Regions from separate parts of the Arachis hypogaea genome. Here region 2 is linked to region 1. Evidence: chromatin contacts called from public Hi-C data. All regions are on one chromosome and are shown on one strand. The core of a region is the stretch at or near the end of the contact, and the rest is flanking DNA. Distances in the headings are between cores, read along the strand shown. Region 1 has its middle 3.6 kb from the start of LOC140182300. Region 2 holds the start of LOC112775248.

The links. A called contact is a pair of places that touch in the nucleus more often than the background predicts.
Region 2: a Hi-C map of leaf shows a contact between it and region 1, with 2.1 times the contacts expected there. The contact joins the promoter of LOC112775248 here to the enhancer-like site in region 1. A contact is called at or near these places in 3 of 8 Hi-C or Micro-C datasets (leaf and an unstated tissue).

What each region holds. Positions count from the first base shown.
Region 1 is chr19:99,224,148-99,227,970 of arahy.Tifrunner.gnm2.J5K5, reverse strand. No RefSeq gene overlaps it. Among protein-coding and RNA genes, the nearest start is that of LOC140182300, 3.6 kb to the right of the region's middle. Within about 2 kb of position 1,785, at least 3 of the 3 cell types and tissues checked have open chromatin away from gene starts, as enhancers often do.
Region 2 is chr19:99,476,598-99,480,420 of arahy.Tifrunner.gnm2.J5K5, reverse strand. It overlaps LOC112775248, which reads right to left and starts at 2,189. Exons shown (of 20, transcript XM_025818763.3): 1 at 906-2,189; 2 at 689-733; 3 at 263-344; 4 at 60-128. The coding sequence starts at 1,462.

The sequences.
Region 1 (3,823 bases), core at 536-3,035:
TATTTTTTCATGAAATTAGTAGATAAAAGCTTATTGGATAATTAAAATTTGTGCTGAAAAATTTTGGTTTTGTTAAATTAGATGAAACATATTTTAAAAAAATTATATTTAACAAAACCAAAATGTTCTAGCAAAAATTTTAATTATTCAATAGATTTTTATCTAATTTCATAAAAAAATATAAACCCAAAAACAAAAAGAAACAGAATAAAAATAACATTAGTCATTCATTTTGAATAAATGATTTCTTTGAAGCAGGGACAAATTTAAAAGAGAGCAAACATAACTTTTTTGAACAAAGTTGATGGTTTTAAGTATTTAAAGTTATTATATATTATATAATTTTATTTTTAAAATAGAGTAACTAACTATTTTAGATAAATAATTAAATTATTAAATTCAAAAATAAGTAATAATTTTTAAATTAAGATAAATATTATTTTTAATCTTTTTTATTAAATAATTTTTTTAAATTTTTAAAATTTAAACTTTTTTTCTCTTTTTAAATATTTTTTCTCTTAATGCTCATACGTATTATCATATAAAAATACTTTAATATTTATAATAACAAAAAAATCTTTATAAGTACATGCATGAAAATAAATTATTTTAAAACTTATTTATTTATTTTATGATATTAAAATTATAACATATTAAGTAAATTCATTAAAATAATTATATTTTATATATTTTATTCAAGAATATATTTTAAATATATATAAAAATTATTAGAATAATTTATTTATATTATTTTATAGCATATTTGTTTATGATATGAAACATAAAAATATAACTTACTGTTATAATAATATTCAACAAAATAAACTAATAAAAAATAGATAACTTTTTATATTTTATTAAATCTAAAATAAAAAATATATATATAAAAATTAAGATAATTTTTTTATATAACAAGTACTTATTAGTATCTTTTAATTAAAAAATATTAGTTATGATTATATATATTACTAAATATATAATATTATATTTAACTATATAATATTTTAATTTTTGACATGTCCTCTACTAAATTTTTGGATTTATCTCTGCTTTAAAGGTAAAAATATATTTATTATTATATAAGTTAAATATGAGGATATATATATATATATATAAAATAAAAATATAATTTTAAATAAAAATTTCAGTGAAAGAAAAAAAAGTTAGATGGTGATATTTTAACTCTTTCTTTTTTTATTATTAATTTAGAAGGATATTATTGTTGTTTTAATTTATTATTTTATGGACCAATTTCTATGTGATGGATAATATTTACAAAAAATTTAAAACGGTCAAAATTTTTCAAAACCAATAAAACCTAACAAATAAATTATCACATTAAAAATAAATTAAACCAATATAATTAGCATTCATAACGTTGACAAATTTTAACATAAAACTTGTCTAAAAGTATAGAAACAAGGCTAACACGTGTTGTCTCTTCTCTAGTGCCACGCTTCTTGAGCACATGCGGAGAAATTTTACCGTAGAATCTTCCTAGTAATTATCCTAAACTAAAAGGGAACTCCACCAGTAGGAGGAGGTTATTTATTTTTTTTTATATACGTAGAAGGAGTTAGTAATTACCTCCGGCATTGGACACCCTATTTTTTTGGGCTGGCATACCCTACTTTTCACGAGACAAACTGAGAAAAGTTTGTTCATTTTTATCGTTTTATCATTTTTTAGTTTGAGATATAGAAAAGAGAATGGGTTCTCTCCTAAGCCTTTACCCATAATCAAGCCCATAATGGCTGATTTATTTTTGTTGACTGGATCTTGGTAGTTCCAACTTCCAAAGTTCCAAAATCTTCGTCAGTAGTTCTTGTGACTGTGTAACAAAGGTATCAATATTTAAACTAAGCTAGATTGATTTAATAGTTAATTTATTAGTCTGTTTAAGCAAGTATGTATGCAACAATTTATTGGCCAACAATAAACTCTTAAATAAAGCTCCAATCCGTGAGAGACTAGTTTTTGGCCTGTCGAAATGAGAAATACAAAAAAAAAGTATCAATATTTAGTTTATCCTAATCTCAATACTTTGGCATGTATCGAAATGGTTGAGCTCACAAATAAATATGAATAGAGTTAATAAAATAATTAATATCATAAGTGGCAACAAGATATTAAGCTAATCTCTCATTTTTCTTTCTTTGAAAAAAAATACGAATGGATGCAATCATGCAGCTTGTAATTGTACATAATTGATTTTTTATTATTTATGATTTATGAAGGAAGAAAGTCCAAGATGGTGGTTAGTATCTTGCTAAGATAAGACACATTACTGAAAAGAAATTGCAGGTGATCTAATGAACATAAACAAACACTGCAAGGTTATTGTTTATTGACTTCTTCGTTTTATAATTTTCCTTTAAATCGTCTATTATGACAAGGTTAGCCTTATGTCTATGAAATCTATCCAAGACAGTACCATAGGAGATTTAAAATTTCAAGACAAAAAAGCTAAGATACACAAACCAAAGCTATTAAACAAAACATTAAAACTATATATAAAATTTAAGCATACAATCAATTCATCTATGTATAGTTAATTAGTTACAAAGAGTTAAGGTACATGCATTCAAATTATTCCCAACTTGCGTGGATTGGCTAAGGTTCAAGAATCAATTAGGAATTCGGAACAACGTGAAGCTAAATTGGGCCTAGCATAGCCCACCTAACAATAATAAACATATTTGAGAGCATGCTTTGTACATTTAATTGATATCTTACTAGTCACTAGTCATGAGTCAATATAGTCACCATTGTCCATTACCATACAAATTACAAACGCATTATTATTATTATTATTATTATTATTATTATTATTATTATTATTATTATTATTATTATCTTTTAACAAAGCTCATACGTAAAGGGTTGGTGCTCTAATCTTTTGCCACCCCCTAATTATGGAAGCTTAAAATGGTATATAGATCCTCACGGACTCGCTTTACGGCTTGATTTTATATGAATAGTTGTATTAAATTATATAATTAGTTATAAAAAATAATTAATAATCCTAGTTTATCTTCCTAATTCTAAATAAAAAATTGAATATTTATCATTTGATATTTAAAATATATATATATAAAGTTTTATTTATTTAGGAAAAAATGACAAATTGATCCCTGATTTTTTTGTCTACGAATATTTAAGTTTCTGAGAATTTAAAAATACATTTAGGTTTTTGACCTCTTCAAAATCTGAACATATCAATTTCTGAGTTTAATTTGTTCCATTTTAAAAATTCTCCTACGTGAGCATTCACATTAGCCAAATCAGTATAATAGAAATCAGGTTTGATTTTTCGTTAGGCCTGACAAATTCAAGTGAATAATAGAGATAAATGTGTCTAGATTTTGAGAAAGTTAGGAACTTAAATATATTTTTAAATTTTTAAAAATAAATGTCCACGGATCAAAAAGTCAAAAATTTATTTGTCATTTTCTCTTTATTTAAACATTAAAAAAATAATTAAAAAATAAATTAGAATTCTTAATCATTATTCTTAATTATAATATCTTCTAATAAGTAGTGGGGCATGTAACTTAATTTGTGTATTGCTCAAAATATTTTGCAATTCTTTTTTTTTAACAAATTTATCGTTATAAAATAATACTAACTAATTGCTTAAGATAATATTCAAAACCATTAAGTAAGGGATGTAAATAGGGTGAATATGAATTCGATTAGATATGGCTAAAATCTCGATTCAATCTGTGCTAAAATCATTAGATAGATTAGATCTAATATCTTCGTTTTTAGGCTCGGATCTATTCGATCCACAAATTTGTGGATCAAATTAGATTGAATATTA
Region 2 (3,823 bases), core at 940-3,439, 250 kb before region 1:
CAGGCTATATAGCCTTGATACGTGAAACGAATAAAACCAGGCAGAAAGAACACGAATACCTTAGAGAACTTCCTATCCCGATCATAATCAAGGCCCGGAGGGGCATTCTGTATGGTCATTAGAAGCACCTATTTACAAAACAAACGCCAAGTCATTCTCTGATTCCTATGTTATAAATTACACAATGCGAGATCTTGAAATAGGTCCATTTTTAATACATTTCCAGGCGTCTCAAGTCTCAACTCAGACAAATTACAAATACCTTCATGGGAGGATATTTCGAGAAAGGTGCATGACCATGAGCCAGCTCAAGCGCCGTAATCCCAAAAGACCAAATATCAGCCCTGTCAAACATTCCATTCACACGTTTTAAAAGGGGAAAAGATCTTGCAAAGCTTGAAGGCATGTAAGGATAGGTTTAGTAGTGCTCTAACTTATGAAAGAATGAACAAATCTTTTCTATTCGGTAAATAAAAAATTGTGCGTTTTCGCTTCTGGCTTTTAGATGCCAAAGTATGCTCATCATGAACAGCCGCAACAATGCCAAGCCAAGCCAAAGCCAAATTCTTGGCAGTTCAACCACCTTTTCCCACAATTATCCACAAACAGCACAACAAGAATCAAAAGGAGGGAAGGGGGATAAAAATTGTACGATGATGATCAATGATTAATTATTAAAGATACTCACTTGAAATTATAACCAGTTCCAGGCTGCAGCACCTCCGGTGCCATCCTACAAAGATAAACACATACCTATCAATCTCATATCTATATACTCTGAGTAATAATACAGCACCCTAAACACCATCCTAATAACCAGTTGAAATCTTGAAAAGCAATCAATTCTTCCCTAGCTTAAATAAATGAAACAATTAAAAACAGAAAATAGAATTGAGAAATCAAACCAGCAAGGAGTTCCAACAAAAGTGTTCCTGGACCGCTGCCTATCGCCGGCATCAAACATGCAAGCAGAAACACCGAAATCAGCAAGTTTGATATCGCCATTGGAATCCAAAAGTATATTCCCAGCCTTAACATCGCGGTGGATGTGGCCATGGCGGTGGAGGTAGTCAAGAGCCTTGAGTGTCTCCTTGAGTACGGATCCAATGGCATCTTCTTCGAAGCCGTCGGGGTATGCGACCTTCATGAGGTGTAGGCAGGAGCCTTGGTCCATAAACGGCATAACCACCCAGAGACTCCGGTCGACGACGAAGGAGCAGAAGGCGCGGACGACGTTGGGGTGATCGATGAGGCTCATGGTCTGAGCCTCTCGCCGTATGTCGTCGAAGTTGCTGTTGCATCGGTCCAGATCCAGGACCTTCACGGCGACTTGCTCGTTCGAGGGGATGTGAACGGCGTGGTAGACGGTTGCGCTGGCGCCGAATCCGACTTCTTCCAGAAGCTTGTAGTCCCGCGGGTTCGCCGAGAAGCTTCTAGAATAATAGGAAGAAGAAGAGGTCATGTTCGTTTTGTTATTGTTGGTGATGGATGGATGAATGAAATTAGAGAGGAAGAGAGGGGATCTGCTTAGGTTGGTCAGACTGTGGGTTGAGCAGTGTTGACCTGCATCTCGATGAAGATTATTGGAACTCGGAAGAAAGAGAATTGACTTTTGTGGTGTGTTTGGGAGTTTGATATGATTCTTTGTTGCAAGAATGGGTTGGTGCTTGTTCCTGCGATTTAGGGAGCTGTGTGGGAGAGAGAGGGAGAGGAGAGAGGGTGTGTCTGGTGGTGTGCCGGCCTAGGAGAGGGAGAAGAGAGAGAGGAAGTACAACACACGCTCTCATACTATCGACTGGTCTTCTCTAGCTGCTGACGTGTCCCATGTTCCTGCTTTGGGCTTCATCTTGTCCCTCCATGTACTTGTACTGTTCGTTTCACTTCGCACCGGTTCGCTTTCCCTGCCCTCTTCACTTCTGAGTTCTCACTTCTCTCCTCTCCTCTCCGGATTTTTTTTTAAAATAAATAAAAAAAATTATATTTACACTTCTAAATTTTATAAGCGTGGAATCAAATAAGGAAATAATAACGCTTGCTATCATGAGTGAAGGTGTGAGCCGGAGCGAGGGTTCCAGGGCGAAACACAAGAAGATAGATGGTATTGCGGGCGGAAGTGATAAAGGAAAGAGTGGGGTTAGGTTTGCATTAGGAGATTTGGAGAAATTTTTTCATGAAGAAAGTTCAAAGTCGATTAGGGTCTTTTTTAGAGACAAAGTTATGAGTACAAAGACGATTAAAATTTTTGAACTGAGAGGAAGATTTGGCAGACGTGACAAAAAATAAGATAATTCTGTGCTATCTAGTGTTACCTTTATTAAGAAAGTGAAGAGTAGTCTGCAGAATTCTATAAAGTGATTTGACGGATTAAGAGTGGTTTTGAATTATTAGACGTGAGGTCAGATATTTCTTGGTGAAATTCGACTCTTTTGAGAATCGAGACAAAGTCATGCTAGGGTCCTTGGTTGATCGAAGGACATTATGTGGCGGTAAAATCATGGGACGGAGAATTTTGTCTTTGTGAATAATCCTTTGATTTATCTTTGGTATGGATTAGAGTTTCAAGCCTTTTGATTTAGTGTTACTAGAAACAAGCAATGCTTCGTATCGTGGCCGCAATAGGAAATCTGATTAAAGTTGATTTGGCTACCAAAATGGCAGAGAGAGGAAGATATGTCTGTACTTGTGTCCAGATTAATTTGGACTTACTAGTAGTTAAGAAGATCATTGTGAAGTACGAAAGTCTAAATTTAATATGTGAGTCATGTGTAAAGTTTGGCCATGATATGATGGCGTGCAAGGCAAAGAGTAGAAAGGTGACGGAGGTTGGCATGACTAATGTCGACACGGAACAAACTGTTCCACAGCAGCCGACAAGTTCAAATTTAAAAAAATCGGGGCATGTTGAAAAAGAAAATTTTTAATTTGGCAAAAATCTTGGAAGAGAACACGTAACTAAAGCTACCCCGATACTTGAGACAAATGTTATGCATGATAATAATGTGGAAACTTCACAAGCAGAAAAGATGTATGGTTGGACATAAATGTTACGTAAAGGTAAATTTCATGTGGGTCTAAAGCCCAAAAAGCAAGCCCAATCTAAGGGACCCTTCTTTCCATCATCATGATCTCATTCCAAGCCCAAATCCCAACACTCTCGTGTGGATGTGTCCAAGAGCAACGGAACTAGGGGTTTTCATAAAAGGAAATAAGAGAATATGATCCAAGGCCAACTGAGCAATCAAAAATAGGGAGAGGTTGCAAACCATTCCTATCGCGAGCGACAAAGACCACTTTCCTTACAAAATTCACCAGTAGAGAAAGATGGCAGAGAAACGGTGGCTACAATGTCAGAGGCCAGAAAGCGGTGGTTGTGGATGGCCAAGAGAAGGAAACTTTACATGAAAAGCCCAGATTATCAACATGTCCGCCGTTTTAGGAACCCTGTTTAGTTCTTCTTTCTTTTGGAGTTGATTTTTATGGATAGTCTTAATATCATTATTTGAAACATTACGGGTGCATCTAATAAGATAGTTCGGGTGCATTGTAGAGAATTAGTAAGAAAATTTTCTCATACTTTCTTTATTATCGTTAAAATTCATTCTCCTTTTCATAATCTGAAGTTCTTTTGGGAGCATCTTGGATATTCTCCAGTTGGTATAGTGGAGGCTGTGGGTCCCAAGGGAGAGATTTGGTTTCTTTCTTTCTTGTCGAGAACTTGCTGTACCGTAATTGATGTCTTTAATCAGTGTTTAAGTTCAGTTGAAAAATTTGTTTTGGCGGTGTAGTAGAATTTATAGAAGTCCTCAATTTCAAAATAGAGTTA